Linked DNA regions of Mus musculus: region 1 is linked to region 2. A link is a contact called in public promoter capture Hi-C data. All regions are on one chromosome and are shown on one strand. The core of a region is the stretch at or near the end of the contact, and the rest is flanking DNA. Distances in the headings are between cores, read along the strand shown. Region 1 holds the start of Themis (thymocyte selection associated). Region 2 holds the start of Lama2 (laminin, alpha 2).

Region 1 (4,759 bases), core at 2,212-4,711, 1.1 Mb after region 2:
AGACTGTAGTTCCTGGGCTAATGTGATTCTCACGTTAGCCTACAAAGTGTCTGAAGCTGTAGGTTTTAGACTTGCGCCCATCATGCCCAGCAAGGTTAAATTCAGAACTGTGTCTAGCAATTGAGTTACCTACCTCACAAGTTCATCTTGCCACTTCTCTGCCCCAATTCTGTGTGTACTGTTGTTTTATACTATGCTACCAGTAATATATTTTAAAGTATTATTGTTGAGTTCCAGATGTCATTTTAATGATCTGCATGTATTCGTATTTATCCAAGTACTACCTCAGTGGGAATCTTCACCTTTGTGTGTGTGTTTGGGCGAGGTAGGGGTGGCAGCGTGGGGGAGGGGATCCTTCAGAGTCCCCAGCTGCCATTGCTGGTGTTTAAAGGTGTTCCTCCCTCTCTCAGGCAGTTTCAGCTTCAAAGCACTCTTGGATGTGCTGCTTGGCTTCCTCCTTACTCATACAGTCTCACGCTGTCACACTTATTCAGCACTCTTACATCTTTGAGTGGGACGAATAGAATATTTCTATGGGAGAGCCTGAACGCTCCATTCACTGCAAATTCAATTTGGTGTCTCTTAGCAACCAGATACTGCTAAAAACTGGAGATGGTTTCTCCTTCTCTGCCATCAGCCTTTCCTGAGTTTCTGAGCATCTTTATTGGTTCCCAATACTAATGACAAATGTCTGAAAGTAGAAAGAATTACAGCACCAAGTTCTCATGGCATCCTACCTTCCTGGATCTTGGGCTTCTACCTGCACTACTCGGGCAACTCATCAGCTCCTTACAGTCATGTTTAAAGGAGTCGAAGTTGCCCAGGGGATTTGGTAGGAGAGTTGGTCAAGTCCCCAAGCACCTTTTTTTCTGAACATTGGTTTGTTTGTGCTACTTGGACATTCTTTATATTGAGTTCTTTGTAAGTTTTGTGAAAATTCCATTTCGATTTACAGAAGATATATAGATTTCAAATGTTTGTGTCCAATCTATTATTCTTTTCCTGTAAGACTTCAAGTAATTCTTGAGAGCAAGTCTTCTAAATCCTCATTCACACTCATAATCTTTGGACTTTGGCTTTTTTATAATTAATTAATTAATTAATTAATTATTATTTTTTAACACTCCCTCTCACAATCCCTCCCTCACCACTTAACTTTGGATTTTTTTACATGTAAATTTATGTTTAAAATTTATCTTCATTTCATTTTCTTTCACGGGATGTTTTGAAACTATCTTTTCTTTCAGGTATTTAACAATAGTTAGTTAAATACATCTTTCTTCCTCACTGGCATGAAATTCTACCTTCTGCAAACTGGAAACTGTAATATACAGTCTCTTTACTTCTGAACTCCCATTGGTCTGACTTTGAGTAAGCCAATCGTTCCTGTTACTGACTGAACTTCAGTAATTCATTTTACCATGCTTCAGCTCAGAGATAGTAATGATTTGAGATAAGATGGCAGCAATGGCAATACAGGACAAGGTCAGAGGAGTGGCCTTGAGGACTGTCACTCATAGAGCTTGAGGGATTTGGAAGCTGTAGAAAATGTCTGTTCACATACAACTTTAGGCCTTCTGGCTTTGCACTCTCAAAGATGGGAGAGTCATTAATTTTATGATTGAGGATATAGGAGAAACAGATTCTGAGATACAAGAAGGATCTCTGTGTTAAAAGCAGAAGCAGGGACATACTGGATCTGTATAAATATCTGATGATATAGTGAATTCTTCTAGTGTTGGCTGCAAGGATAGAAACTTGAGTTATAAGTTAAAGATTTCAGATGAAATCCAGCATTGATTACATACCAAATAAACTTACTGCAGCACTAACTCTAAAAATGTATGATTTTTCAAGAGGCAGCCCTTTCCATATTCTAAAATCCTATGAAATATGCCAGGAGGCTACAAATAGTGTTTTCAGTCAAGTGAGAGGCCCAGACTTAGGTAAGAATGAGACAGAAGCTACATTTATCAAGCTTGGGAGATTTAGGGGACAAAAATGTTTCAAGGGATTACATAAAAGTTACTAGTGAAAATCACTTGAAGAATTTCCCACATTAACCCTAAGTTTGCCTAGAATGAAGGCTAGCAAATTGTTACAAGGGCTGAACATGACTCTGAAGAGCTTTAAGCATTTAGCATTTGGTAGATGCTCTATCATGATCAAGCAATTTGTCCAGAATCCAGCCTGAGAATGAACAACTTTTCATCATAGTTCATCTTTATCAACTTCAACCAATCTTCCTTTATTTATCTACAAAACATAGACAGTCTCACTTTAAATTGCAAGTATAACCTCTAAGATGATGTTTGAATTAAGTACAAAGAATAGGAAGCATAAAAATTTAAAACCAACCAACCAACCAAACAAACAAACAAACAAAACCCTAGCACCACCACAACAAAACTCCGATGTAAGGCAGAGGTGGTGACACATGCCTGTAATCCTAAGACAGAGGCAAGGAGGACTGGCATGTGTTTGAGCCCAGCCTGATATCCTAAGGAAAATTTTGTTTAAAAGAAACAAAAATCAAAATAAACAGAAAGATTGGTTTTGATGTATAAAAATTAGTTTCACAAGGTTTCTGTTATTTATTTATTTATTTATTTATTTATTTATTTATGGCTTTGAGCATTTTTCAACTTATGTTTAGATCATAAGAGCAAATTTATAGACTTCGGGGCTTGTGCAGTTTATTTATTTATGTTTTTAAATCTACATTTAAAAGGAGAGCTTCAAAGAGGAAGCAAACATTTAAATATATGTCTTATAAGTAGTTCTTTCTCTTCCTTTTTTCCTTTCTTCCTTTCTTCCTTCCTTCCTTTCTTCCTTCCTTCCTTCCTTCCTTTCTTTCTTTCTTTCTTTCTTTCTTTCTCTCTCTCTCTCTCTCTCTCTCTCTCTCTCTTTCTTTCTTTCTTTGGTTTTGTTGCTTTATTTTTATTTTATTTTATTAATTAATTTACTTTTGCTTTAAATACTTTCCTTCTCAGTGCAGAGACCAGAAAGTTCCCATCAATTTACTCTATTAATTCCTGAGTCACTTTTCATGTAACACCTCCTCCCTCCCTTTAAACTTCAGCAAAAATTTTAATGTGTAAAGATAAAAGGTGGTTTCTATGTGTCCTCAGAGTATCAGATTTCTAAAAACAGCTGACAACAGCTTCTTTTGTAACCAAGTTTAATGTAAAAGCACAATGAGTATGCAAAGCTAGAACCCAGATGCAGAGAGGCAACAAACTGATATAGTGCCATATTTAAGGTAAGACACTGTGCCTGCATTCTGGCCATGTCCAGTGTTCATGCCACAGGCCACTCTGTTTCATCACAATTTTGCCACTGCTGTGGATGCACAAGAACCAGCAACTTGCCAACCTCATTACTTTGGGTAGTGTCAGTTCAGACAAACACACCCCACCCCCATGTGTTTCTACTTCAGTGTCAGAAGGAAATGCAGCCGCAGGGAGAACAAAAAGAGCTTTACCCACTGTCTCCTGCCTATTCTCAAGTTCTTCCGCTGCTTGAGCTGTTTGCCCTGGGCTTGGCTTTCCTGTGACCTCCCTGCACCAGGTAGAAACTGAAGACCAGCTACTGCAGACAAGTACCTCCCCACCTTAGGGCTGTCCTACCCCGATTGGCTCCCATTTCACATTCTGCCTGTGTGGGCAATTATGAGCAAAGACAGAACGGTAGACAATTGACATCTAGAAACCACAAGGTCTTGTAAAAGATCAGGTCTATATACCACCGAAGACACAACAATGGCTTTATCTCTGGAAGAATTTGTCTACTCCCTTGACCTGAGGACCCTCCCCAGGGTCCTAGAAATCCAGTCAGGCATCTACTTTGAAGGTAAGTATTTTTCTAATTCTTTAATTTGATAGAATGTTCTTATAAAGTCTCTTGGAAATTTGTGGGAGAGGTTTTAGTAAGAAATACGTGGAAGGCTGTGTGTATAGTTCAGTGATTCGATACTTAGTTCAAACATATACACACCCAGCAAACAAAGTGCAAGTTGTCTGAAGGAAAGTTGAACACAGACACACACACACACACACACACACACACACACACACACACACACACATCCCAGCTGGTGAAGAAAGAAGAAACTAAGGCTTTAAGAAAGGTGGAGTGGAACTTTGTGAATTGCCATTTGCCATTTTTTTTCTTGGTAAGCATTCGACAAGTCTGCACAAAGGATGTTCTGTCTCTGCCCTACTCTTTGAAATTAATTGCCATCAGGTAAAAAAGTTTAATGTTGCTGACTATTGTTTTTAAACTATTAAAAACAGCAACATCAAAACAAAAACCCAAACACTATCAAGCTTGTTTTGTGTTTTGTTTCACCCAAAATGATTGCACCTATCAAGGGCACAGTCTTACAATGAATGCTGCCAAGTTCGGACTTCTAAGCTTGCCTTGTACTTGTAATCCTCTCTTCCTGCTCTACAAACTCCTTAAATGGTGGGAACTTTTATTTAAAGGTAAAGAAATTAGTGCCTATTGACTGTAGAGTATCTTTTAAGATTTGTGTTGAAAAGGTAAATTTTAATGAGGATTGTTGAATACTAAGCTGGTGAATTTTGGTGTAACTTACTGTAGTGTGTAAAATCCCCTAATATGAACGATACTAACATTTTAAAGTTAGTTTGGCCTGGATGGTGGTGGTACAGCTCTTTGATCCCAGCACTCAGGAGGCAGAGGCAGGTGGATTTCTATGAGTTCAAGCTAGCCTGGTCAACAGAGCAAATTCCAG
Region 2 (4,617 bases), core at 2,084-4,583:
TCTTTTCACATCCTTAACTATTGTTTCCCTGCCTGTGGATTTGTCTGTCAGAGACTCCACTGAGCTAACCTTGCCTGCTCCTAAGTTGACTTGTCTGCCACAGTTCCAGACTATATATTTACACTGAAACTTCTGTGATTCACACGGGTATTTTCATCCTCATTCCTGTAGAGATAATGGACATAGTACATTTCCAGAAGAGAATTTATCATTTAGCATCTGGATATGAATAATAAATGAATTTCATACAGATTCTATAAAGTGGAGACCTCTGAAATTTCTGGACCTGTTATTCACCAACTTCAAACTAACTGGCTTTCTGTTAACTTAAACAACATATCAAGACAGAAGAGCAGAAGAAAGCTATCATACTGCCAGATGGACCTCACTCACTATACAATATTCTTGTGAAACTATTTTCCCTCAATTGCAGATCATATGATATTTTCCCTTCTAGGTATTAATCACATGAATATCATACAGCATTTTATTTTCTCCTGTGTTAAAAGGTAAATTCACTTTGACTCAATCACTCTATTTAGATGCTATAAATAGGAGAGTGAAACTTATTCTTTATAAATTCAAACTTATTGAATCAATTATATTTGCACTACAACTCAGTATTCTATAGAAACTATACAATATTTTCCAGAAAAAAAATGAGAGGCAAATAAATAAAATTTGTTGTTTCTAATTCTGTTTACAGCAATAGCTCTCAGCCTTCTTGATTCTGTGACCCTCTAATACAGATCCTCAAGTTATAGTGACCCTCAACCATAAAATTATTTTTGGTGCTACTTCAAAATTATAATTTTGCTACTGTTATGAATGATAATATAAAGATCTGTTTTCTACTGATCTTAGATGACTCCTGTGAAAAGGTTGTTTACCTCTCTAAAGGAGTCACAATCTACAGGTTGAGAACCACTGTGTTGCAGGACATGTCAACATCCTTAGTTGATTGACACTGGTCTATAAGAGAAGACCAGAAGTCTTCACAGTTAGTGCTAGGACATGAAGGGCACTGCTGGTATACACAATCAAAACCAGAGAAATTGATGTTAGCCAAAAAACCCCTTTTTTTTGTCAAACCACATTCAGTGAGTATTACTGATAAGCAATATCAAAGTTGAAACATACTTCTAAAAGGAAAAGAAAGAGACCATAGCCCCAAGAAAAGGGAATGTGAACATGAACTGTACTTGGCATACTTTTAGTTTCTGAAAACAATATTCTCATCAGTTATGTGAACTTCCTTGGCTAGTACTCCAAGCCTTAGGTTTTAAGTTAGCCCTGTGGGAATAATAACAACAGAGATGAAAATAGATCTTCTGGTCCAAGGGTATATGGCTTCTGTATAAGAACATTAAATTATAAGGTGCTACACTAATTTAAGCCATCATAAATGTATTTTAAATATACTTTTTATTATTAATAAATTTAAATCACTTATCCTAGACCCACTCTTCAAACACACTGCAAATGACTGTAACAAAGACAGTCACAGAGCCCAGGGGAGAGAGGAGATGGCTCCTTGACTAAGGGTATTTGCCCAAGCTTAATGTCATGTTTGTATATCTAGAACTCAGAGGGCGAAAAGAGTTCTGACTTTTCCAAACTGATCTCTGACCACACACATTCACCACATCATTTGTATATCCCCACTACAAATAAATAAATAAATGTAAAAAAAAAAAAAAAAGAGCACGGGGAAGAACACACACATGAAAGAGAATTCTCAGTAACTCAGTACAGGACTATACTCTAGAATGCAATCTTTGGCCTTATTGGAAGTAGAGAGCAGTGCAAAGAAAGACCTAGCCTATCTCTCCCAGCTACCCAGTAGAATTAAAGAATCACCTATTGTTAATCACAATAGAAGAAAGGACAAACGTTAAATGTGGCACTTTTTGTTTTCAAACTAACAGCCAAGGATATTTCTCCAAAGCAGTCTCAGTAATTCTATTATTTGCACCACACTGACCCGATTTCACCTCTGCAAAAATAGAAGGTTATCTGGAGAAACTGGGAGTCATTTTTATTCTAGGAAGTATAATCAAAGATTATGGTGAGGGGCTTATGCTATCTGTTATATCCTCTTAAACAGTCCTGTGTGAAGGGCTGGTCTAAATCAAGAACAAACATGAGAACTACTAAACATGAGAACTACTAACATAGTTTCAGTTAATTTTAAACAAGAAAAACTACTCTACCAGATACAGCCTCATCCAACTTCCTAAAGCTTTTTCTTCTAGATTTTGCACTTTTGAGGACAAACCCGTTGAAACAAAGTTAACATATTTCTGAAATACTTTTTATTTTGATTCAGGTTTTTCATCTTTGGAAAATGCTTGCTGGAAGAATGTGTTACAAATTATGTTTCTTGGTGCTGTGCATGCATCTTGTAAAAATCTCTGCTAACTCTTTAAAGACTCCCAAGCTTTTCAGAAATGTATGCACAAAAACAATAGAATGCTCTGATAAGAATAATTTAGCTGCATTGAATACAGTTGTCCCTCAAAGCCCCTGAGATGTGTTTGTGACCACTGGAGTCTGAGAATAAACAGAAGTCTAGTCTATTTTGAGTGAGAGGAGGTTTCACAAATGTGAGTGGAGGTGTTAGCCACATACTTAACTATTTTATGTAAATAATTGGAAACAGGATTCTTAAAGTTAAAAGAAAACAATTACTTAACTCAAAGTTACTAAGCTCAACTACAGCTGCTCGCCAGGGATGGGGGTGGGGGTGGGAGTGAGAGCTTTCCTCTGCAGGAACGGAATCTAATTTGATGAAACGTTTTTCTCTCAATTGGAAAGAAGAAAAGATAAAAAAGTCTGCCTTGGGAACTTTAGAACTAGTTTTCCGTAGACCAGTTTCCAGGATTTAGTGAGCAGTTTGGTGTTCCTTGTGCCCCGCACAGCTCTCTCGGGGGGGTCTTACTCTTAATTTGCAGGAGTTCAGTCCCTTGCGCCTGGAAGAGCACACCCTAAAGTAAAGCGAGAAAGTGGTCCCCAACCAGCAATTCTTTCTCTCTAGCTGAAGCCTGTTAGGAGCAGCGCTCCAGGGAAAGGGCGCCCTGGACTGTACCTCTCTGTTGATGCGCTTGGGACTGTCGCCGCTGAGTCTGGGAGCCTTCGAGCGTCCCCAAGAGCAGGAGCAAGAGGATCCCGGCGGTGGCCGCAGGCATCCTGGCCGGAGCAGATCCACTCCTCCCGGAGCCCACGGAGTTGCAGCCTCGGGTCCACCCAGCTGAAATGAGCAGCTGCAGGGGAAAGAGGAGGAGACAGTGCTCCCCAGCTCTGCCCTGCCACCGCCCAAGGGTGGGTGAGAAAGGGCAGTCCCCACCCCTTCCCAGGCCTGGGCCTTTAAAGGGTCCTTGGTTGGAAGAACCTGTGTTCTGTGCTTCCTCTGTCAAGGGAATAGGGCCTCTAGCAGGAGTTATCCAAACTTCTTTAGCATTAAGGAAGTAATTGATACCAAGGCACTCTGGGGTCTGTGAAATCCCTCCAGATGGAAAACATTATTGCCAAGAAAGCTAGAAACTTTGACTCCTCAGAAGGTTCTGGCAAAATTATATGCAGCTGCCCTGGGTCCAGGTGATCCCAGACTGTCCCAAGGTCATGGTGCTAACTACTAGGGAACTGAAGTTGCCCACGGGGAACCTCACGCTGGCTTGCACATTAGGAAGGAACTTCCCGGAAGGCAGCTGTGCAGGGAGCAGGGGATGATAGACTAAAGCTGTCCCAATTCCACTGAAATGTTTCTGAAATCACTCCACTGGTTGGAAGCTGTCCCTATAACCAAGGGACATTATTAAAAGGGAATGGAATGTCTGTAAAGATTTCTGCTTATCAGTCATGGTGGCTTCTTCCTTTTAACTCAACAAAGCAGTGTTCTACCCTCTGTCACAGGGCTTCCCATGGCCACTCCATAACAGGTTGTTATTGAAAAGGCCACTGGTTCTCAGTAGGGCCTGGAAAAACAACTTCACAGGTTTTAGGTGGCACCCAGGATACCCTTTGTATTAGTGTACCCTGGCATCAGGATGCACTCAAGGAAAGAGCAAGCCTACACCATAAAGTATTCCATCTTGAACTTCTGAATGGGCCACCGCATGTGTGCCCGTGCGTGTGTGTGTGTGTGTGTGTGTGTGTGTGTGTGTGTGTGTGTAGTCAGTTTGAAATAGGATCTCACTATGGTCTCAGATTCAGAGATGCACCTGCCCCTGTCTGTCAAGTGCTGGGATTAAAGCCTTGGACAACTCATCTAAATATTTTTAAGGGAAAAAAAAAAAAGCTTTAAAACTGAAATCCGACAGTTTGTTTGCAAAAAAAAAAAAATGTATTTACTAATTTTACAGGATGCACCAATTAAGCCAACTGAGATAATGCTTTGTGAGTTTCCAGTTCACCAAAATGTATATAATATTTCAGACCCTTACACTGAGTGAAATTCTGTACAGTATTGGACTACTAAGCCATTTATACATCTATTTCCATACTGCAGTGCATATGGTTGTTATATGGATGGCTTAGTTTTCTTTTTAATTTATAGTTAAGATGTATCCATCTTTAAGATGCCACATAGAAGCTACAATATTTTCATTTCGTAGTAAT

The links. Promoter capture Hi-C pulls out the DNA fragments that hold promoters and counts their contacts.
Region 1: a contact with region 2 is called in a promoter capture Hi-C map of hippocampal neurons, with 2.5 times the contacts expected there. The contact joins the promoter of Themis here to the promoter of Lama2 in region 2. A contact is called at or near these places in 2 of 39 promoter capture datasets (hippocampal neurons and liver).

The regions. Positions count from the first base shown.
Region 1 is chr10:28,664,899-28,669,657 of GRCm38.p6, forward strand. Themis (thymocyte selection associated) reads left to right here and starts at 3,462. Exons shown (of 6, transcript NM_178666.6): 1 at 3,462-3,852. The coding sequence starts at 3,762.
Region 2 is chr10:27,613,609-27,618,225 of GRCm38.p6, forward strand. Lama2 (laminin, alpha 2) reads right to left here and starts at 3,334. Exons shown (of 65, transcript NM_008481.2): 1 at 3,089-3,334. The coding sequence starts at 3,188.